Regions from separate parts of the Salmo salar genome. Here region 1 is linked to region 2. A link is a contact called in public Hi-C data. All regions are on one chromosome and are shown on one strand. Each heading gives the region's core, a stretch centred on a gene start, on an enhancer-like site or on the middle of the called end of the contact. The rest is flanking DNA. Distances are from core to core; before and after follow the strand shown. Region 1 has its middle 14 kb from the start of LOC106613787. Region 2 holds the start of LOC106613785 (single stranded DNA binding protein 4).

The links. Hi-C and Micro-C count contacts between places; a contact is called where the count stands out from the background.
Region 1: a Hi-C map of gill shows a contact between it and region 2, with 5 times the contacts expected there. The contact joins the enhancer-like site here to the promoter of LOC106613785 in region 2. A contact is called at or near these places in 3 of 3 Hi-C or Micro-C datasets (blood, gill and muscle).

The regions. Positions count from the first base shown.
Region 1 is chrssa10:22,577,339-22,582,158 of Ssal_v3.1, forward strand. No RefSeq gene overlaps it. Among protein-coding and RNA genes, the nearest start is that of LOC106613787, 14 kb to the right of the region's middle. Within about 2 kb of position 1,318, at least 6 of the 13 cell types and tissues checked have an H3K27ac peak or open chromatin away from gene starts, as enhancers often do. A contact at or near this core is called in gill, where this site is marked.
Region 2 is chrssa10:22,507,486-22,512,556 of Ssal_v3.1, forward strand. LOC106613785 (single stranded DNA binding protein 4) reads right to left here and starts at 2,253. Exons shown (of 18, transcript XM_045687512.1): 1 at 1,984-2,253. The coding sequence starts at 2,039.

The DNA of each region.
Region 1 (4,820 bases), core at 68-2,567, 69 kb after region 2:
CTGTAGTCGATGAACAGCATTCTTACATGGGTATTCCTCTTGTCCAGATGGTATCGGACAGTGTGCAGTGTGATGGCGATTGCATCGTCTGTGGACCTATTGGGGTGGTAAGCAAATTGGAGTGGGTCTGGGGTAACAGGTAGGGTGGAGGTGATATGATCCTTGACTAGTCTCTCAAAGCACTTCATGATGACAGAAGTGAGTGCTACGGGGCGATAGTCATTTAGTTCAGTTACCTTTGCATTCTTGGGAACAGGAACAATGGTGGCCATCTTGAAACATGTGGGGACAGCAGACTGGGATAGGGATTGATTGAATATGTCCGTAAACACACCAGCCAGCTGGTCTGCGCATGCTCTGAGGACGTGGCTAGGGATGCCGTCTGGGCCAGCAGCCTTGTGAGGGTTAACACGTTTAAATGTTTTACTCACGTCGGCCACTGAGAAGGAGAGCCCACAAAAGCTCACAAAGAAGTTGTTTAATTTGTCTGGGAGCAAGAGGTCGATGTCCGTGACGGAGCTGGTTTTCTTTTTGTAATCTGTGATTGGCTGTAGACCCTGCCACATACGTCTCGTGTTTAAGCCGTTGAATTTATACTATCAGTGTATAAACACAGAGGGCATAGGTTATTATGTTCAATAGGTTATTATATTCAATAGGTTATTATGTTCAATAGGTTATTGTGTTCAATAGGTTATTGTGTTCAATAGGTTATTATGTTCAATAGGTTATTATGTTCAATGGGTTATTCTTATGATTACAGGATGGCAGCTCTTTTCTTATGCTGATTATAAACTCTCACAATGTGTTCAATAATTTGATGGTAGGCTATATAGGAACAAAATCATACTTATGGGCTTTAATGTTTGGACCATTTTTTCTCTGTAAAATCGAGACTGCACACTATTCTATAATTCCCCCTTATCAGCTAAAGGCTTTAGTTATTTACTTTAAAATTGACTAATTTCTTATTCCAGCGGAGGGAGGAATGGACGCTGACTTGAACAGCTGCTTCATGACCCAAAAAACTGTCAGTCTTTCCCTGGAATAAATTGTGGAACGTTCCATTTTTCGATGCGGGGTACAGAAGCTATGAGGAAAAAGAAACATGAGAGATAACCATTTAAAACATTATTACTTTGGCCATCAGTAAAACAAAATTAGGTTTATAACATAATTATTAAATTGTTTATTATCCCGATATGATTTGTTGGTCATAAACGAAGAGATAGACTTTAGATTACTAATACACACCCCGCTCAAAAAAGCGCAGATTCGAGTAGGCTCATAGTAGAATCAATTCACAGAGAGGGTAGCTTGAAACCGTCAACTCATGCCTGTGCGCCGAGTTTGGAGAGTGGCGTGTCGGGCAGCTTGGAGTTTAATAGTCCGAGTAGCATCCGTACAATGTAGTCTGTCTATCCATACGTATGTACATGCGTGTAAGAGTTCAAATCTAATAGGAATTGTAATTGTTTAAAACAGATGTTTAGCCTATGCTGTAGGAAGAAGAGCGCAAATACGGGTTCAAATTAAACTGGATTTGATGTTGCCAAACTATCTTGTCATAACTTTATTGATTGTGTGTGTGAAAGAGAGAGAGATAGATGTGTTCCTAACTGTCCCTGTAAATTTTACTTTGTACGAACTTTGTAAAAATACTGAATAGTCTATCGTCAGACAATACTCATCTTTGCAGTACTAGGACATATTATATAGTAGCCTAATACCCATTTAGCCTATGTTGACAGATTTGACTACAGCTCACAGGCCTGATTTGCACCTGTGTAAGGCCACAATTGAAATGTATACAATGTCTCAGTTTATTTGAATTGGAACAGACAGAATGTGTCCACCAAACTATTCAGTCACAGATGTGAATAGTTACATAGCAATTTCAATGTATCACTCTCCGTAAAAACTGTTCCTCACTCAGCTATTGATTATAGCCCACACTTAATTATGGAAAACAATCCCCCTAAGTTGTACCCATGAGAGACCTGTCAGGAGCTGTTACTAGGGTCAGGAGTTTTCCCTGTGAACTGACCATGAAAAACTCCTGGCCCCTTATTATTACCCATATTATCCGTGAGGTCACGTCAGTCCCAAAACAAGACTGTATTCTGTGTTTGGATGTCTCATACACTCACCAAGTATCATCATCTATCCCTGGAATTATCTTGTCAATTAAATACCTTACAGTAGTACACCTACAATGAAAGTGTATTATCCATTTCAGTTTGGTTTACTTTTGAATCGGTTGTCTGTCAAGTGATGTTGTTTTCTTGACCACAGTGCTTTAACTACACAGGCAAGTGGAGTCTCCTCAACACGGGCCTTTTGTGTTACATTGTAATTACATTGTAGATCCAACGACCATTTAGGAGTAAATATAATCTTTCAAATATAACTATAGCCATCAAATCTAGCCAGATGTCATTGCCTGTCTTCACAGGATACCAGTAGAAACAACATAATCCACTGTAAATATCAAACTTCACACAGCTATTGAGTCGGCCACCCAGTGGCTGTGGCCTGTCTTGACCTGATGAGAGAGATTGTTTTTATTTTGTCATAAGTTTTGCTCTAATATGGAGGCAGCGCCCATCCTTGCATTAGGAGCAGAGGTTCTCTGAAACCTATTGACTGTTTTGATATAGCTTAACTATTTCCTTTTTATGATCACAAGTTAGTTTGCATGGAGTTATCAATGCCGAGTTTAGACAGAGCTGGATTCCTGAGCTTCTCCTCAGTCTCAATCAACACAAAACACAAAAGCATCAGCCAGAACACGATGAAGATGGAAAACTACAGAATACCCTCGCAATCGACTAAACAACAAACGCTACACAATCTCCCAAATGTCACACAAAGCATGACCACATGGCTCACGCATCCCTCCCCTCAATCTGTCTCTACGTCCACCTCTCTCTGTATCTCTCTTTATCTCTCCCTCCTTCCCTTCTCATTATTCTGTTGGTTTCTCCAGTCCTGTCCAGTGGTGCTGTGTGTGTGCGGTGGTGGGCTGTGCTGTTTAATGCACTGCAGGTTGGCTCCAGCAGCAGCAGGTTTGACCAGATAAGAGAGCAGCTCTGCCTTCATTCTGATGGGGGAGAGGAGAAGAGAGGATTAGAAAGAGGAGAGAGGAGAGGAGAGGAAAGGAAAGGAGAAGAGAGAGGAGAGGAGGGGTGGGGAGAGGAGAGGAGAAAGAGAGCCTGTGGAAGAAGCCTAGTGCCTCCAACCCCTAGGAACTAAGGCAAGGAGCTGCGCTCAAACCTGGATCTGTGGCTCCCCCTGTGTCTGACTCACAGTAATGCAGACACTAGAGTGGATCATTTTAGAGCTCATGTTTGGGTAAGACGCCAGTGCCACCACCAAGTTGGTAGCCTGGCGTGCCAGGCTTGTAGGCACTGTCGTCAGACACACAGCTGTTAGTGAAGACTAACAAGGCAGTGCTCCATGTTAATTGAACCAACATGGATTTGTACAACCCAAACAGCTTTTCACCCCCTATTAGACAGACAGGCAGACATAAACAACCGGCTGCTCATGGATGTTGAATTAGGTACAACTGTAGAGGGTATTATTTCCGTGAGATCACATTTCACAGTTTCAAACGATTGTAAGGCAGAAACCCATAAAAATCACAGATTACCTCTCTATGTCAACAGACACAGGGAAGCCAGCAAAATGTATTTTCATTAAAGTCTATTTCACAAATTAAAAGAACACCCAACTTCTTTCTTGTGTTGTTTCTCTTCATCAATGCCCACGCAGAAACCTGGATATTTTTAGCCAGATCAGATACCCTGTGCGCCCACCAAAGAGCGTTTTCTGGCATGAGGCATCAGCGCCTGTGATCTCTGTGTCCTCCCCTTCACCAGGCCTAGTCATCTGACATTGTTATCAATGGGAGCCCAGCTGCAGCCCGCCTCATTCATTCCAGATATAGCGCGGATGGTTCACGTTATTGGAGTGGCGGTACAATGGGATGCAGGGTTTAGTCTGTAGAGCCCCTGAACATATGGGAGACAATCAGCACATTGAGGCAGCTCTCAGCCCCGGTGTGCCGCTGAATGGGAGTCGGGTGGCATTGTTTGCACACCGCACTGGCTGCGTCAAGAGCCCAGACAGCCTCCAGAGTGACTCATCCCTCCACCGCGAATAGGCTTCTTCTCAAGTTATGAGGGAGAATGTCTTCCCCTCATTATGGGCCATGACGAGGCTGGGGGACATGTTTAAATATGCACCACAACACATTGTTTTCTCACTGTCTAATATTCACACAGCCTGGCTGCCGATTATGCAGATGGACTGAGGGTGAGCAAACGGACATCATGCAAATAGGAAGACATTAATATCTATGAAGTGGAGGAAGTCAGAGGAGAAACACGAAGACGATATTGGAATAGCTGTAGAGATTCATCAACATTGGCTCTCTTAGAGGATCATTATCATTGATATGAAATCTTCACTCAGAGCCATTAGCGTAAGATTAAAATGTAGTTCAATTCAAATACATTTATTTGTAACGTTTTTACTGCTATAGAAGAGGATAAAATCCTACTCCTGGTTTAAGTGGTATAAAAATCTTAAAGGATCTGTTAATGTTTCCACCAGCGCATTTCCTATATGCTCAATGAACAGCAGGGTAGCCTGGTTAGAGTGCTGGACTAGTAACCGAAAGGTTGCAAGATCAAATCCGTGAGCTGGCTAGGTGCAAATCTGTTGTTCTGCCCCTGAACAAGGCAGTTAACCCACTGTTCCTAGGCTGTCATTGAAAATAAGAATTTGTTCTTAACTGACTTGCCGAGTAAAAT
Region 2 (5,071 bases), core at 1,003-3,502:
CTTCATTTTTCTTGTGAGTGAAACATACAACAAGGCAAAGGACATACGGGACAACTGTATCGTCATTTAACTTCAAGGTAAAATGTAAAGGGATGGGGTGGAGGGAATATTGTTCTGTCACAACTACTGTATGTCTCTGTATTACTAAGTGAGGAAATATTCAGTCAACACTACATTTTAAGAGCACTTGTGTCTACTGGATCTGCCTTTGATTGTAAACAAATAAGATGCATATGTAGGAATCCACAAGTTTTTAAAAGGATTCCCTATAATAAAATCAGGGAATATATGGGCATCACATGCCCATTCAAAATGCATTATTCTTGCTGTATTGGTACATGAACCACATGGAATTGTTTTCAGTTAGGATTCATACTCCCTCAGCACACAATGCTGCCTCCGTTTGTCAATACACAGGAAAGATTTTCTCTAACGGAGAGAATATGCCATTTACTTCACACATTCAAATTTGGGTGAAATTAAGACACATAACTGAAGCCTACAAGTAATACTCATCATGATGAGCCCCACACTGTCAGCAATAGGATGAATGCAACTTAGGCAAGTCAATTTAAATATTTTTCAATGAACACTAACTACATAATATAATTCTAACATCCGGCTGAGCATCAAACACCCCAAAAGTTTGAAAATAGGTTATTTTTAAAAAGTATTTATTCATACATGAGGGAAAAAAAAGCAAAATGCGATAGCGTAGCTATCCAGTTGCCTTGATCTAATCGTATTCACAGTATTGACTGTGATCTTGGGACAAGAAACTCTGTTCATAATTGTGTCAGTCATCGGTTACACAGTCTGTGAAGGGTAAATATGTAACAAAGTGTTTCTCATATCACAACCTTCTTGGAATCATGCTGTTCCATGAAGGAAGCGGTGCTACTCTTATCAGAATCCCTACACAATAGTTTGTGTAGCATAAAAAGCAAAAAAGTACATAAGATGTAGCCTTCATGTAAAGCACTGGTTTAAATCTGAGTCTCCATTTATGATCAAAACCGTTCATCTGACATTTTAAAAGTTGTGGCAGTTTCTCTGCTTACCCCTAAAGAGGATAAAAGAGTCGTTTGAACTCTGATATAGCAGTTATTATTATTCAAAGCATCATAATGAGACAATATTTCATCAAAAGGATTGAGATCATTGTTAGTCCTAGGTTTTTAAAACATGTATCAGTTCGATATAGTCTAAAAATGTTACAGTAACACTCCAACATAGATGATACATTGCTTATACCATGCTTAAAAAAAGTTTACGTATGTATAAACTTCCTTTACCATGGAGTGGAGTTTAGTCTGCTGATGTTGGTATAAGTAAAGTTTAATTTAACAGACAAGACAAAGTCCTCGTCATTTGCTCAAGTGGGATGTCCTGTACAAGTCCTTAATAAACACGAATATGGCAAGAAAACATGTAGCATAGACGTCTAGAAGATATCTAGTAGACCTTCTGTACGGGTCGATTGCATTTTGAAAAGTCCCTCGTAACACGTCTCAAAACTTTACACATTCAAACAATGTGAGAGTCAGCGTCCATGCAACTCCATCTAGAAAGACATTAGACGTATTCCATATTTTAAAACAGAACCTCAAGAGAAAATCTTTTTTCGCAGTAGCAATACTGTAACTTCATGCAATCGCTGCATGCGCGCTACATTGTATCTTTAAATTCCAGAAAGCGACACATTTGTAACCCCAAATGAAACATAACTACAAAAGACGAACAACTCTTCCGTGCGTTGCGTTCACAACGTGCGAGAATTTTGTAATAAATATCATCTAAAAGAACGAGAAAGTGCAACTAACAAGAAAAAAAGTTAAAGAGACGTACCACGGCAGGGGTAAACAACACTCAGGAGAGCGAGCGAGTACTGTACACACCTTTAAATTATGGTAGCTATAGTTTAGAAAGTTGGAACTTCCTTTTAACCATGTAAAACTCTTAAATGGTGCATAATTCACTTACTTTTCTCTCGCTTGACTATCGGAAGGGACGACAGCTCCTTTACCTTTGGCGTACATGCTGGATTCTGTTTTAAGACTTTTACCCCTCTCAACACCTGTCAAAGAAAGCAGCCAGGAAAACGTTCTATCTCCATAGCTACCCCTTTAGTGTTTTTCCTCCCCCCTCCTTTTTTTTTTTTTTTTTTACATCTCCAACATTGGCCACAAATCAGGCACAGTTTCTATTGGGGGGACTTGAAACAGACCGCTGGTGGATTTTTTTTCCCCTCTTAACCGCTGTTCGAGAATGTATTCTTACTCCCTCCGCTATGGAATGGTAGGGGCTTCTTAAAGGGGAACGCACACTCTTCTTGTTTACTGACCTCAGAAACATGTAAGAGATTGAGATATGAAAAACAGACTAACTGAAGCCCTCAGTTTAAGGCCTTCGTACTTGCTTGAATATAAATGTTCAAAATGGCAATTTTGTCTGACCATGATACAAAAAGTATTTACTTTATAGATGTCTCTTTTTTCTACCAGGTTACAATGAATGGACTGAACTGAATAATGTACCCATTAGAGAGCTCTCAGCATTACAATTCTGACTGGGAAAAAAGGAGACTTCTATGGGTAACATACGTAAGACATGTATCATCATAATCAATACAAATAAATATCTAGGTTTCGCAATGAATAACTACGATTCAGAAGAGAACATGTCTAAGAAAACTGGGTAGGCCATAGCAAGCTTTATTTTGAGAGGCCACTCACTCAGACCTATACAGACTTCTTAAATGTCCAGTCCCTGAAAGAGAAACAAATGGATTGTGCTCACTAACTGGGAGAGTACATGAGCTTTGTGTACTACATTTCACTGTCAGCTGATGGTTTACATTTCTCAGATCATACATTCAAAAGGGCTCTACTGGATTGACCAAAGTCTCAAGGCCATTTTCGCTGCACTCCAACGTTGACTTAATTTACTGAGCAGTTCTAGGGAGGTGAGGGGCTGGACAAATACATTTCACGGTAGCTAATTGAATTATACAAATAGCCAAACTGACCATTGTGTGAAAGGCTACTGCCAGCATTAAAACATATCAAAATAATGAGTCAGTCTCCCCAAAATGTATCAGTTTAAGTATTGTGCATCACAACTGAGTCACAGATTTGTAATATATTTTACTGAGGATGTAAATATGCCTGTTGTTGGGCATATTAGGTTTCTCCATTGTGTAAAAGCATTATTTAAACTGCCTCTTTAAGAACATCACGTGTGTGATGACATGCAAGAGATCAGACATTCATTAATTGCTATGATCATTGATCTTCTGAAGAAGCTATTCCTTTTCCTTTCTTTCTGTGCCCCCAAATGTTCGAATATAGCCTACTAGCAAAGATTGTAAAGTATGAAGATGCCTAGAAATTGCTTTTCCAAAATAAATCCCTGATCAAGCTTGTAGGTGATGTCATGGCGAGTTGGTTAGCTAAGCTCATGCCAGAAACATGTCATCGGTCTCTAGATCTTCTCGCGCCGAACTGCGCATGTGTAGGCCATCAAATCAAAGGCACTTCTTCGATATCAAGTTGTTTTTGATGAAAACGTGTCAGTTTGTTACTTTCACTAAGTTGGCGTAATAACATGTACAGCTACTTTAGGCATTGACTCAAATCTAGGTGTGCCTTTAAATCTCGAGCAAATTAACAACTAAGGAAGAATTTTTCACTTCTCCCAGTGACTTCCCAAACCTCTGTCTGGTCTGTCGAGTCTGCTTCGAGAAGTGTTGAGCTGTTGATACTCTGGGTTTAGAAACTCTATACTTCTAGTAAAGTTAGCAGGTTGTTAGCTAGCTAGGTAACATGACTGAACAAGAAGTAAACAAATGGCCAGCAAGTTGTTTTAGAACAGCCCTTTTAAACAGGTTAATACTCGCAAGGCCGCGTGACCAGACAGAATACCCAGACGCATCCTCAGAGCATGCGCAGACCAGCTGGCAAGCATCTTCATTGACATTTTCAACCTCTCCTTGTCCCAGTCTGCAATCACAAGATGTTTCAAGCTGACCACACTTGTTCTTTTTCCCAAGAACTCTAAGGTAACCTACCTAAATGACAATAGCCCTGTAGCACCCACATCTGAAATTATGAAGTACTTTGAGCATCATGGTTAAGGGCCTGTAAGTAAGCATTTCACGGTAAGGTTGTATTCGGCGCATGTGACAAATACAATTTGATTTGATTTGACATCAACAACATCATCCCAGATACCCTGGACCCACTCTAATTTGGATACTGCCTTGCATAGGAACCCTGGGACTGAACACCTCCCTCTGCAACTGAATCCTGGACTTCCTAATGGGCCGATCCCAGGTGGTGAAGGTAGGCAACAGCACCTCCGCCACGCTGATCCTCAACAAGGGGGGTGTGCTTAGCCCCCTCCTGTACTCCTTGTTCACCCATGACTGCGTGGCCACGCACGATTCCAACACCATCAAGTTTGCTGACGACACAACGGGGTTAGGCCTGAACACCGACAGCGACGAGACAATCTACAGGGAGGAGGTCAGAGATCTGTCAGTGTGGTGCCGGGACAAAAATCTCTTCCTCAACATCAGAAAGACCAAGGAGCTGATCGTGGACTACAGGAAACAGGGTGTGTGGGGGGGGTGGCATGACCCCTGAAGAGATTTGGCATGGGCCCTCAGATCCTCACCAATCCATCACAGCCTGGTATGGCAACTGCACCGCCCTCGACCACAAGAGTGTGGTGCGGATGGCCCAGTGCATCATTGGAGCCGAGTTCCCAGCCGTCCAGGACATTTATACCAGGTGGTGTCTGAGGAAGGCCTGGAAAATTGCCAAAGACTTCAGCCACACCAGCCATGGACTGTTCTCTCTGTATGTGGTTGTGTGACGCCACACACACAACCACATACCCACACACCTACACACACACCATCACATGTACACACACACACACACACACACACACACACACACACACACACACACACACACACACACACACACACACACACACACACAATTACATATACAGTAAATGCTGCTGCTACAATTATTATTATTATTATCATTATTTATCCTGC